Linked DNA regions of Mus musculus: region 1 is linked to region 2. Evidence: chromatin contacts called from public Hi-C data. All regions are on one chromosome and are shown on one strand. Each heading gives the region's core, a stretch centred on a gene start, on an enhancer-like site or on the middle of the called end of the contact. The rest is flanking DNA. Distances are from core to core; before and after follow the strand shown. Region 1 has its middle 44 kb from the start of Ccdc149. Region 2 overlaps Ccdc149 (coiled-coil domain containing 149).

What was found. A called contact is a pair of places that touch in the nucleus more often than the background predicts.
Region 1: a Hi-C map of cerebral cortex shows a contact between it and region 2, with 1.7 times the contacts expected there. The contact joins two enhancer-like sites. A contact is called at or near these places in 1 of 39 promoter capture datasets (hippocampal neurons), 3 of 484 Hi-C or Micro-C datasets (cerebral cortex, embryonic stem cells and granulosa cells), 1 of 115 datasets of contacts at active chromatin or transcription factors (double positive thymocytes) and 1 of 9 other capture datasets (pancreatic islet).

What each region holds. Positions count from the first base shown.
Region 1 is chr5:52,513,187-52,517,737 of GRCm38.p6, forward strand. No RefSeq gene overlaps it. Among named protein-coding and RNA genes, the nearest start is that of Ccdc149, 44 kb to the left of the region's middle. Within about 2 kb of position 2,980, at least 36 of the 459 cell types and tissues checked have an H3K27ac peak or open chromatin away from gene starts, as enhancers often do. A contact at or near this core is called in cerebral cortex, where this site is marked.
Region 2 is chr5:52,389,399-52,394,362 of GRCm38.p6, forward strand. Ccdc149 (coiled-coil domain containing 149) reads right to left here. Exons shown (of 13, transcript NM_001379231.1): 10 at 3,273-3,349; 11 at 1,691-1,723. Among named protein-coding and RNA genes, the nearest start is that of Sod3, 28 kb to the left of the region's middle. Within about 2 kb of position 2,308, at least 11 of the 459 cell types and tissues checked have an H3K27ac peak or open chromatin away from gene starts, as enhancers often do. A contact at or near this core is called in cerebral cortex, where this site is marked.

The DNA of each region.
Region 1 (4,551 bases), core at 1,730-4,229, 120 kb after region 2:
TGGTTTACATGAGTAAACTAAGAAATTTTAAAATTTCAAGCCATCATTTCTTTCTGCAGCCAGAGTGTAGGGGTGAAAAAGTGAGGAAACACACAGGCTAGTGGCTAATCTCTCTTTATAACCTAAAGGCCACCCCAGCAAAGCATCCTAAAGGAGGATTTGAGTCTGCTGTGGGTCCAACAATGTGAACCGTGGAGGCTTCAGAAGGGGGCAATATTGACAACTGGGGTAGAAATCATTTTTGTGGTATTTTGGATGTAGCTGATTACCCCCATTCCTACCCACCCCCATATTCTAAGAATCTATCTATGGCTAAGTTGAAAAATCCTGGAGTAATTTCCTTGGCAAAGAAAATTTCAAGACAGCCTAACACTGACTCTTTCGTATAGTAATTGGTAACTACTCTTATGCAATTCTACAATTAAAAAAAAAAAGGAACAGGTTGGACAAAAATAAATATCAAATGTACAGTTTGGAGTGAAGAAGAGCGCCGGGAGATGTAATGTAAGAGGTCTGGAGAGACCCGCTATGACATGGAATAAAGTAGGGGAGCCCTCAGGGCAGCACCCCACAAGCTAAGCCTCCAACTTATAAAAAACAAAGCCTAGAGAATCTCCTGCCTCTAAAAAGCAACAACACAGTAAGGCATATGCAAATGTAATTCAAAGAGGGGGCCAAGCTCCATCAGGCCCGCCTAGATGGCTGAACTTGGCCTCAAACTTGAAGCGTCAGGCAGGTGACTCCGGCATCATAACCATGAAGAATACGCAAGTAGGGGAGCTGTGGAATCCTGAGAGGTTAAGGGGGGCTGCTGGAGTCAGGTGTGTAGCAATGGAGTCCTGTCTGGCAGCTCAGAGAGGCCACTGTAAGAAGACGGGAAAGTAAAGCCCACATTGTGTTAGAGACCCTGAGGTGCCAGAGGGGCCAGAGGGGCCCGAGCCTTGGGATATCTATCAAGGAGAGCTGCAGATAGTCTGTGGACCCAGCCCAAGAGAAAAGTATGTTACAGTCAGCAAAGATGGAAGAGTGGAGCCTTGGACATCAGGCATGGAGCTACAGGATTCAGTGTGCCCTGCTGGGTTTTGGTTCTCCTTTGGTTCCATATTTCCTAACAGCCCCTCCTTTCTTCCTTGTTTGGAATGGTAATGCATACTATGTCACTGTATGTTAGAACTATGCAGATTTTACGGGGGGGAGGGTGTTACAGTTACCTTGAGTCTTTTAAACAGTGTTGACACAGTAAAAGACTATGGAGAGTCTTGAAGTTTGACTATTTTGTATTATGATATTGCCAAGAGTCTGTGGGATCCAGAAAGTAAAAGGGGTGGTTGGAATGAGACTGTCGCTCCTCATAGGTGACATTTGAATACTTCACTTAGTAAGACTATTTTGGAAGGATTAGGACATGTGGCTCTCATTAGAAGAGGTATGGTCACTGGGGGTAGGCTTTGAGTTTCGAAAGACTCTAGTCACTCCCTGTTCCTCACGCTTGTGGGTCAGGATATCAGTTCTTGGCTACTGCTCCTATGCCTTGCCTGTCTGCCTGCCTGCCTGCCTGCCTGCCTGCCTGCCTGCCTGCCTGCCTGCCATCATGCTCCCTACCACGAGGATTGTGAATTCTAACCCTCTGGAACTGTAAAACCCCTAGAAGTCTTTCTTCTATAGGATGCCTTGGTCATGGAAAAGTAAGACATGACTCCAGTGCGTTGATGTTTAGTCCCCAAGATGGAATTCCTACTCATAGTCTCACTGTAACAGGTCCCTACACTTTTTCTTGACAGGTAAGAAATTCTCATAAGCAGTATGTAGGAAATAATCAAGAATTATTTTATAGCCAGGCATGGTGGCACACGCCTTTAATCCCAGCACTTGGGAGGCAGAGGCAGGTGAATTTCTGAGTTCAAGGTCAACCTGGTCTACAGAGTGAGCTCCAGGACAGCCATGGCTACACAGAGAAACCCTATCTCGAAAAACCAAATATATATATATATATATATATATGCACTATGGGATAATTGTTTCCAGATATTTGATAAACAGTACAGGAAAAGATTTCTTTTGACATCTACATGGTCTCAAAAAGTTCTGTGGAGTCCAGAACACACCCCGGTTCCAGGAAGATTGGCTTGTCTTTCTGAGACCTTTTGATTGCCCATTCTTTGGCACCCAGTCTCAAACTCCATCAGCTTAGGCCCCCACTTACTCAGCAGAGGGGTGGAGGGACGAGATCATTTTCACTTCCTATGCGGCCACAAGAGGGCGCACTCAGTGGACTTCTAGAACTGAGAAGGAAGCCACCGTGGGTCAGTAAAAACTGACAAAAGAAAACTTGGTTTAAAAGGTGTCGTCGGTCAACCTCCCCCTATGCCTTGCCCACCTTTTTCTTGCCATAAGATGAACGCAATCAGCGAACACTTTCAGTCTGTTCAGGCATCCTTCTTAGGATGCGAGAGATGTTGTCCTATTACAACTAGGTCTTTTGATGATGGGCATTCCCATATCCCAGGAGCTGCTCCCTACATTTTATAAGGCGAATGTCAGAGCGACGGGATTCAAGATGCCAAGAATGAGGAAAGTTAGCGCTGAGCCCTGCGCCTGGTACACAGACAATGGAGCCGGAACAAGTGTTTACCTCCGGAGATGCTGGTCTTCATTCCCGATTGTTTCTGAATAATGCCCCATCACCTCCCTTCCCCAGCGTTTGTCTAGATCTTTTCTATTCGTATTTGAATTGATCCTCGCTCACTTTTCCTTTTTTATTATTATCATTTTGCCTGGGACTTTGGATCATTATAAGATTGCGGGTAATGACAGACTGTAATTAAGCTTAACACAGATTTTTCTTTTAGGAGAGAGAAGAATCCACCAACTGAAACTCAGATTGCCTGGGCTGTAATTTGTGGCGCTGTCACAAAGGGGTCCTTTTCCGCATGGTGCGCAGCGGTGATGAGCAAGCGCTGGGCCGAGGGTGTGCGCTTCTCTCACACGCTCTGGAGCGAGCTGCAGGACTCGTAAATAGCTAAGTATAGCTTGAAGCTGATTACAGGCCCGATCCTCCTATTGTGCCTCATCACTTGTCATTGTTGAGGCGGCAATTGCCGCTCCACGTTTCTCTTTGTGGCTGGCTGCAGCCGGTTTCCAGGACAGGAGGAGCCCTGAGATGCCGAGACTGGTTCTTCCCGCCGGATGGGCGTGGCAGGTGTTGGCGATGAGATTAAGAGCAGACTCCCAGGATAGACACCTGTTGCCCCAGAATTGCTGTTTATGCACGATCTCTGTCCATGGGGGGTGACAGGAGTCTCTGAGGCCAGGCTGGCTGTGGGAACAGGAGCAGGCAGTTCGATTTCTCTGGCTTGGTTTACTCAATTGTAGAAAGGAGTTGTAATATTTAATTTCTTACTTACAAAGTACATTTGAGGACCTGTGAAATAAGTATACAGATATCCTAAAAGCAGGTATAGTCCCCTACAGACTCAAACATCCACCTTCGAATAGGTATATACCCACAATACACACTAGCCATAGAACCCACCTGTGTACCTTATTGTAATGAATTTGTTCATGCATGCATGTGGGCGTGGTTTTAGGACACAGCTGTATAGCTGACTGTAACAGTGACCACTGCCATCTTTAGGCTTTTCCTGTAAATCGGGCACCATTTTGAGCTCTTCTCCAGCACCAAAGCAAAGCTCCCAACAATAGCAGTAATAGTCCTGGAATGGGGCACTTCTTCATCTTCGGGGACCTTCCTCGTCCTGGGTGCTGTATGATTGCCTCCAGGGATCTGTCTGTACGTTCAATATCTCTACTGCAGTCACATGACAGCCTCAACTCCCTCCCTTTCCCTGATGGCAGGGAGGGTGGGAATGGTAAGAAGATGGTAGCTGTCTGGGATGAAGGATACATACTGCTGATCACCCTGACGACTGAAATGTCACACTGTACCCTCATGAAAATATGCAATTAATATATCGGTAAAAAATATATATATACTTAGAAATGTACATTCCCATGGAGGGAAAAGGGATTCAAATATCCAACTGAGAACAAGTTTCCCAAGTGTAGATGTAGTGCCTGGTGCAGTGTCTGGGGTCACAGATGCCTAGGGTCACCACGTGTCTGAGTATAGTAAAGGGGACCACTGATCCCACTAGGATGTATTGCAGTGTAAGTGGTGCTGCTGGATATGGGCAGAGGTACTGTATTTGTTACGCTCCTTTTTCTTTCCTGAGTCTGGATCGCTGGTCAGGGCTAGCCTCAAACTTGCCATGTAGCTGAGGATGACCTTGAACCTCTACATCCAAGCCCAACCCCAACTGTGTTCCATTATAGAAGGAGGTCACTGCATTCAGGTTACGCCTTGTTGGGTGTCCGCCCAGGGCCTTGGGCTTGCTCTGTGAACATTCTACGGAGTAAGTTACATCCCCGCACAGATGTTGTCAGCTGCTTTTCTTGTTGCTATGTGTAAATATAAGACCAGAAGGGAAGATTTGCTTGCCTCATATATTGAAGGCACAGTCCACCATGCTATTGAAGGCATGGCTACAGGGA
Region 2 (4,964 bases), core at 1,058-3,557:
TCTGCCCTGCAGACTCTTAGACAGCCCACTACAGTGTGGAAGAGGTTTTTCCACCCTCAGGACCCCTCCTCTCTGGTCTGGCATCCAGTCTCCACGTATATCATTTGCCTGTGTATCTTGGCTCAGAACTTCAGTCATCCGGCACCCATAGAAGATAGCTTGTGAAACTTAAAATGTATGACCTTATGCGTCATCTAACTCCCTCCCTGTTTCCTGTGCTAAAATAAGCATATCAGATTAGATTAGGGAAAATGAAAGTGTTCTTCCACATCAGCTCTGACTAGAAGCTGGCCAATATGGAAGACTGATGCCGCATCAGCCGGGGACAATGCTGTGATAGATTATTGTGGTGGTTTGCATATGCTTGACCCAGGAAGCGGCACTATTTGGAGGTGTGGCCTTGTTGGGGTAGGTGTGGTCTTGTTAGAAAAAAATGTGTCCCTGTGAGTGTGGGCTTTAAGACCCTCATCCTAGCTGCCTGAAAGCAGTCTTCTCCTGCTTGCCTTCGGAACAAGATGTTGGGCTCTCAGTTCCTCCTGTGCCGTGCTTGCCTGGATGTTGTCATGTTCCCACCTTGATGATAATGGACTGAACCTCCAAACCTGTAAGCCAGCCCGAATTAAATGTCCTTGTTAAGATTTGCCTCGGTCATGGTATCTGTTCACAGCAGTAAAGCCCTAACTAAAACAATTAGCAATGTCTGTCATGGGTGTGAGAATGATTGTACCTAATGCACACCAAGTATTTGTCACCCTGAATCTTCTTGCTTTTAACTGCTCTTCACAGAGGGGCATCAGATGACTCTTCACATCATCTCACTAGTCTTTCTCTCTTGAGCACTCAGCCAACACTAAGCGTGGAATCCTTTCTGTTTTCCTCATCACTGCCTGATGGAGATTCATTTTGCTTCCGTGGATAGACTAGAGATTTGAGGGGAACAGGGGCCAGGTTGCCTGGCATGGCACTGTATTCACAGAGCTGAAGCTCAATCTGGATGCCAGCCCATGGATGGACCAGTCCATGGATGGGTTGACTTTCTGGAGAGGACACTTCCCTTTGAGATGCTTGTAAATAAGACAGTTCTCCCAAACTCCTGGGACTCAGAAACTTCGACTGTGATTCAGCTGCTGCTTGGGGAGTCGATGAGAACGAAGAGACGGGGGAGGCAGAGGAGGTGTGGGGAGGAGAGAACACGTTGCTTTTCGCTCTGCCCTCCAGTATGGAGACACACAAAAGCAGGAGTCAGGCAGCCAAAATGTGATTCACACAGGAAGAAATACCCCACTCCCTGTCCTTACTCTCCAGGACTGCAGACTCCCTAACACAAGGCTATCTCCACACATCCTTCATGTGTGCTCCAAAGTGAGGCTGTATCCAAGGGGGGAAAGTACCTCTCCCTCCCCCTCCCTCTTCCTTTTCTGTGCCCCCTTTATATCTGTGTGGTAGCCAGAGACTGGAACCCCTATGCCTACAGCCTAAAACCTGCTGAGGCTGGTCCTTCAAGCTAACTGTACTCACTAATGGTTGCTTTGCACTAATTGAATCCCCTATTTCAATAAGTTATTCTACCTAGAATATTCACTAAAAGGTGGATAACAAATTTCTACCTTCTACCATTTATACACATGGAGGACAGCATGCAACCCCATATTAGCTACAAGAAACCCTGAATATTTCAAAATGAACATACTCCCGAATCCGACTGAAACATTGTAGCTCAGGCCTTCGGCAGCAAAAGGAAGGGGAAAAGACTCATTATTGTAGAACAGCCATTGAAATCCCACCTGAACAAACAAACACCAGACACAGGAAATTCCCAGCATTGATTCACGCATTCAACATCCATCTTTTTACATAAACCACACAAACGAAACAGTAAGAAAATTCACCAAGTCATTTTTGAGAGGGGAGAAAAAAAATCAAAGCTTTGGTACATGTACAAAAACAGCAATTTGACTGCACAAATAAATGACAAATTTGTCTGTCTGTGTTGAAATTCAATGCAGTAAAAGAAAGGCCTTTACAGAAGATGCAGTTTGAACATCATCAAAAGCGCCTGGTGCAAAGTGGACCATTCAAACCCCCAGGACGGCACTCGCCACTAATTAGTTCTGTGAGGTCTTTTGACATCCAGTTCAAGAAATCGCTGCAAAAAATTCCAATTTATGAAACACACTTGCAGGCAACCTAAGGCAGCTATTCAGATTTCCACTGAGGAAAACGTCATGTTGTCCACCTCCTCTCCTGTGGCAATTTTCATTTCTCATCCCTCGTACAGGAACGCAGCCCACGGGAGCCGCGCGGAGAGGAGACCGCTTTGCGCTGAAAGGGTAAGACACTAAAAATACCCGGACAATGTTCCTTCCAGGGAACCAGGAGGCGGCAGAAAATGATAAATATAAGTTTCCAAACAGCGTAAAGAGGAAAGTGAAGAACTGACGGGGTCTCCTGAGAGGGGTATTTTACTGGGATAAGCGGGATAAGTATAGCTCATTAGAGAGAAGCACTACGGCTCCTCACACATTGGACAAATGTGGGGAGAAAAATCTCCTCAAGAAATTTTTGTTTTCAAGCTCCATAAAACTGTTGGGAGGGGCTAGGCAGGGGAAGGTCGTTGTGAAGTGCATCTGGATTGGAGGAACGGTTGGCTCTTCATTTTTAGTACTGGTGATTAAACTGAACAAATCTTTGTGCGGTTTTACATTCCACTTTAGGACTGATGATTAAATTGCACAAATCTTTGTAAGATCTTATATTCGTTTTTAGGGTCGGTGATTAAATTGAACAAATCTTTGTATATTCTCCCATTCGTTTTAGGAGGGAAGGTTACATGGAACAAATCTTTATAAGATGACTACTGATAAGAAATGAAACAACTCACGGGCATTCCAAAGGTTAACACACAGAGACACAAAGACACACACACACACACACACACACACACACATACACACACACACACACACACACACACACACACACACACACACACACACACTAACAGTTTGAGACATTAGGCTACCTGAACTTCAGTGCCCCACTGATGAGAATTTGAAAATACATGGTATATTTCTGACTTTGTTCCTTTCTTGGTCTTGCCATGGGATAGGTTTCTCACTTGGAAACACTTATGAGCTGTTTCTCAGCAGCCTCCAATTCAAAGGGCCTCAAACAGGCAGAATTTTCTTGGCAAGTTATACAAGAAAGTTCTTTTAAAAGGTGAACAAAATCCTAAACTAGACGAAAGCCACTGCTCAGAAGTTTCTGCTTACCTGGAAGACTCCACAAGCCAGAAACTTCCAGAGTTCTTAGTTTCTTCTCCAGCTCTGCCACTCGATTCCCTAGGATCCTAGAAAAGGTACGAAAATAATAAGAGGAGATGACGTCACTTGTCAGTGCTTGCACCAAGGTGGTGGGTAATAGGAAAGTCAATAGACTTAGGATCTAAAAAGGGCACGCAGGTACACATGTGCACACAACACACACTTCATGGGAAGTCCATGTGGAAATAGAAAGTACCACAAAGCACGCACGCACACATTATTCAGTTGCGTTCTGTTCTGCAAGGCAATTCCCTGGAGGTTAAACAATTTTTCCACCACTGCCCAAAACATCATAAGGAATTTCCATTCGAGAACTGCTCACTGCTAAAGATGCCAATTGATTCTGAATGCCCTTAGGAGCATCAGATCGTCTTTGAGAGCATGTTTGATTTTTGGAACCAATAGGTAAGATATAGATAGACACACTTGGAAATGTTTCTTCTGAGGCAATGAAATAATAAGATCAGCGTTCACAGCCCCACACTAGGTCTTACTGATGTGCATGCCCTGGATATCAAGAACAATGCCTGGCACAGTGTAGGTGACCGATAAGTATGTGTACTTAAACATGTGCTTTTTCTTTCTTCATAATCTGTAATCATCTATGGAAAAGGTAAAGAATAAGAATTTCACAAGCGTTTTCTTCCCCCCCTAACATAACTAATTATTTGGGAATTTTGTACAGTGCACGTCATCACACATGCTTTTCATTTTCTCCCAGTGGGACTGTGTCATAGTTCTGCAGGTAAAGGCATTTGATGGCAAGCTCAGCAACCCAAGTTCGATTCTCAGCACCCACGTGGTGGAAGGAGAGAACTGACTCTGGCAAGACTTCCTCTGACCTTTATACAGCATTCTGACTCGCTGAGATATCTAAGTTCTGAAACACACACTGGAAAAGATCAGACTGTGTGCGTGGAAGGCAGGCTTTGTACACATGCATAGGTAAACATCTGCTCCTTTGCTCCAGACTTTAAACATAGTGGAGAAGTGATTGACAGCCATCCAAAACCTTGCTTTCCAGTGGTCTGGAAATGGAAACCAGCCTTTATTTTTATTTGGGAGATTTTCTTGGCACTGCTGTGCTGAAAGAGACATGAAAATCTCCTTAATAGCAAATTCTCCATTCCTTTCAGTGGGATAAATTAGAGCAGCAGAATTATTCTCCTACGTCTCTTTCTATTCCAGAGATAGCTGCACACACCCACATATATTCAGGGCCATGAATATGCATATATAGATGCACATATATACAGTTCAGTTCATCCTGATTTTACCTGAATCGACCTGCAGTATCTTAATCATCCCTTGGAGTTCACAGGGAAACTCTGCCGTTGCTCCCCATGGTTTGGTTCATCTAGTTACTAGAGCTCATCTTTCCCTCATTTCCGTAGGTCTCACAGTCTGCAGGGTGCTCACTAACTACTTCAGATCTCGCTCCATCTCTTGGGTCTGTTTTGCTTTCACACCCGTGACCCTTCCATAGACACCACTGTTAACCAGCCTTTCAGTATTTTGCCCAGGCCTTCTGATGCCAGCTCCCTTCCTCACAGCTGATGGGTCTGACGTGTAGTCACCACTGGGCTCAAGCTCATGAGGTCAGATTACATGTCTGCAGCTGCCTCTTAGGACCACCTTCCA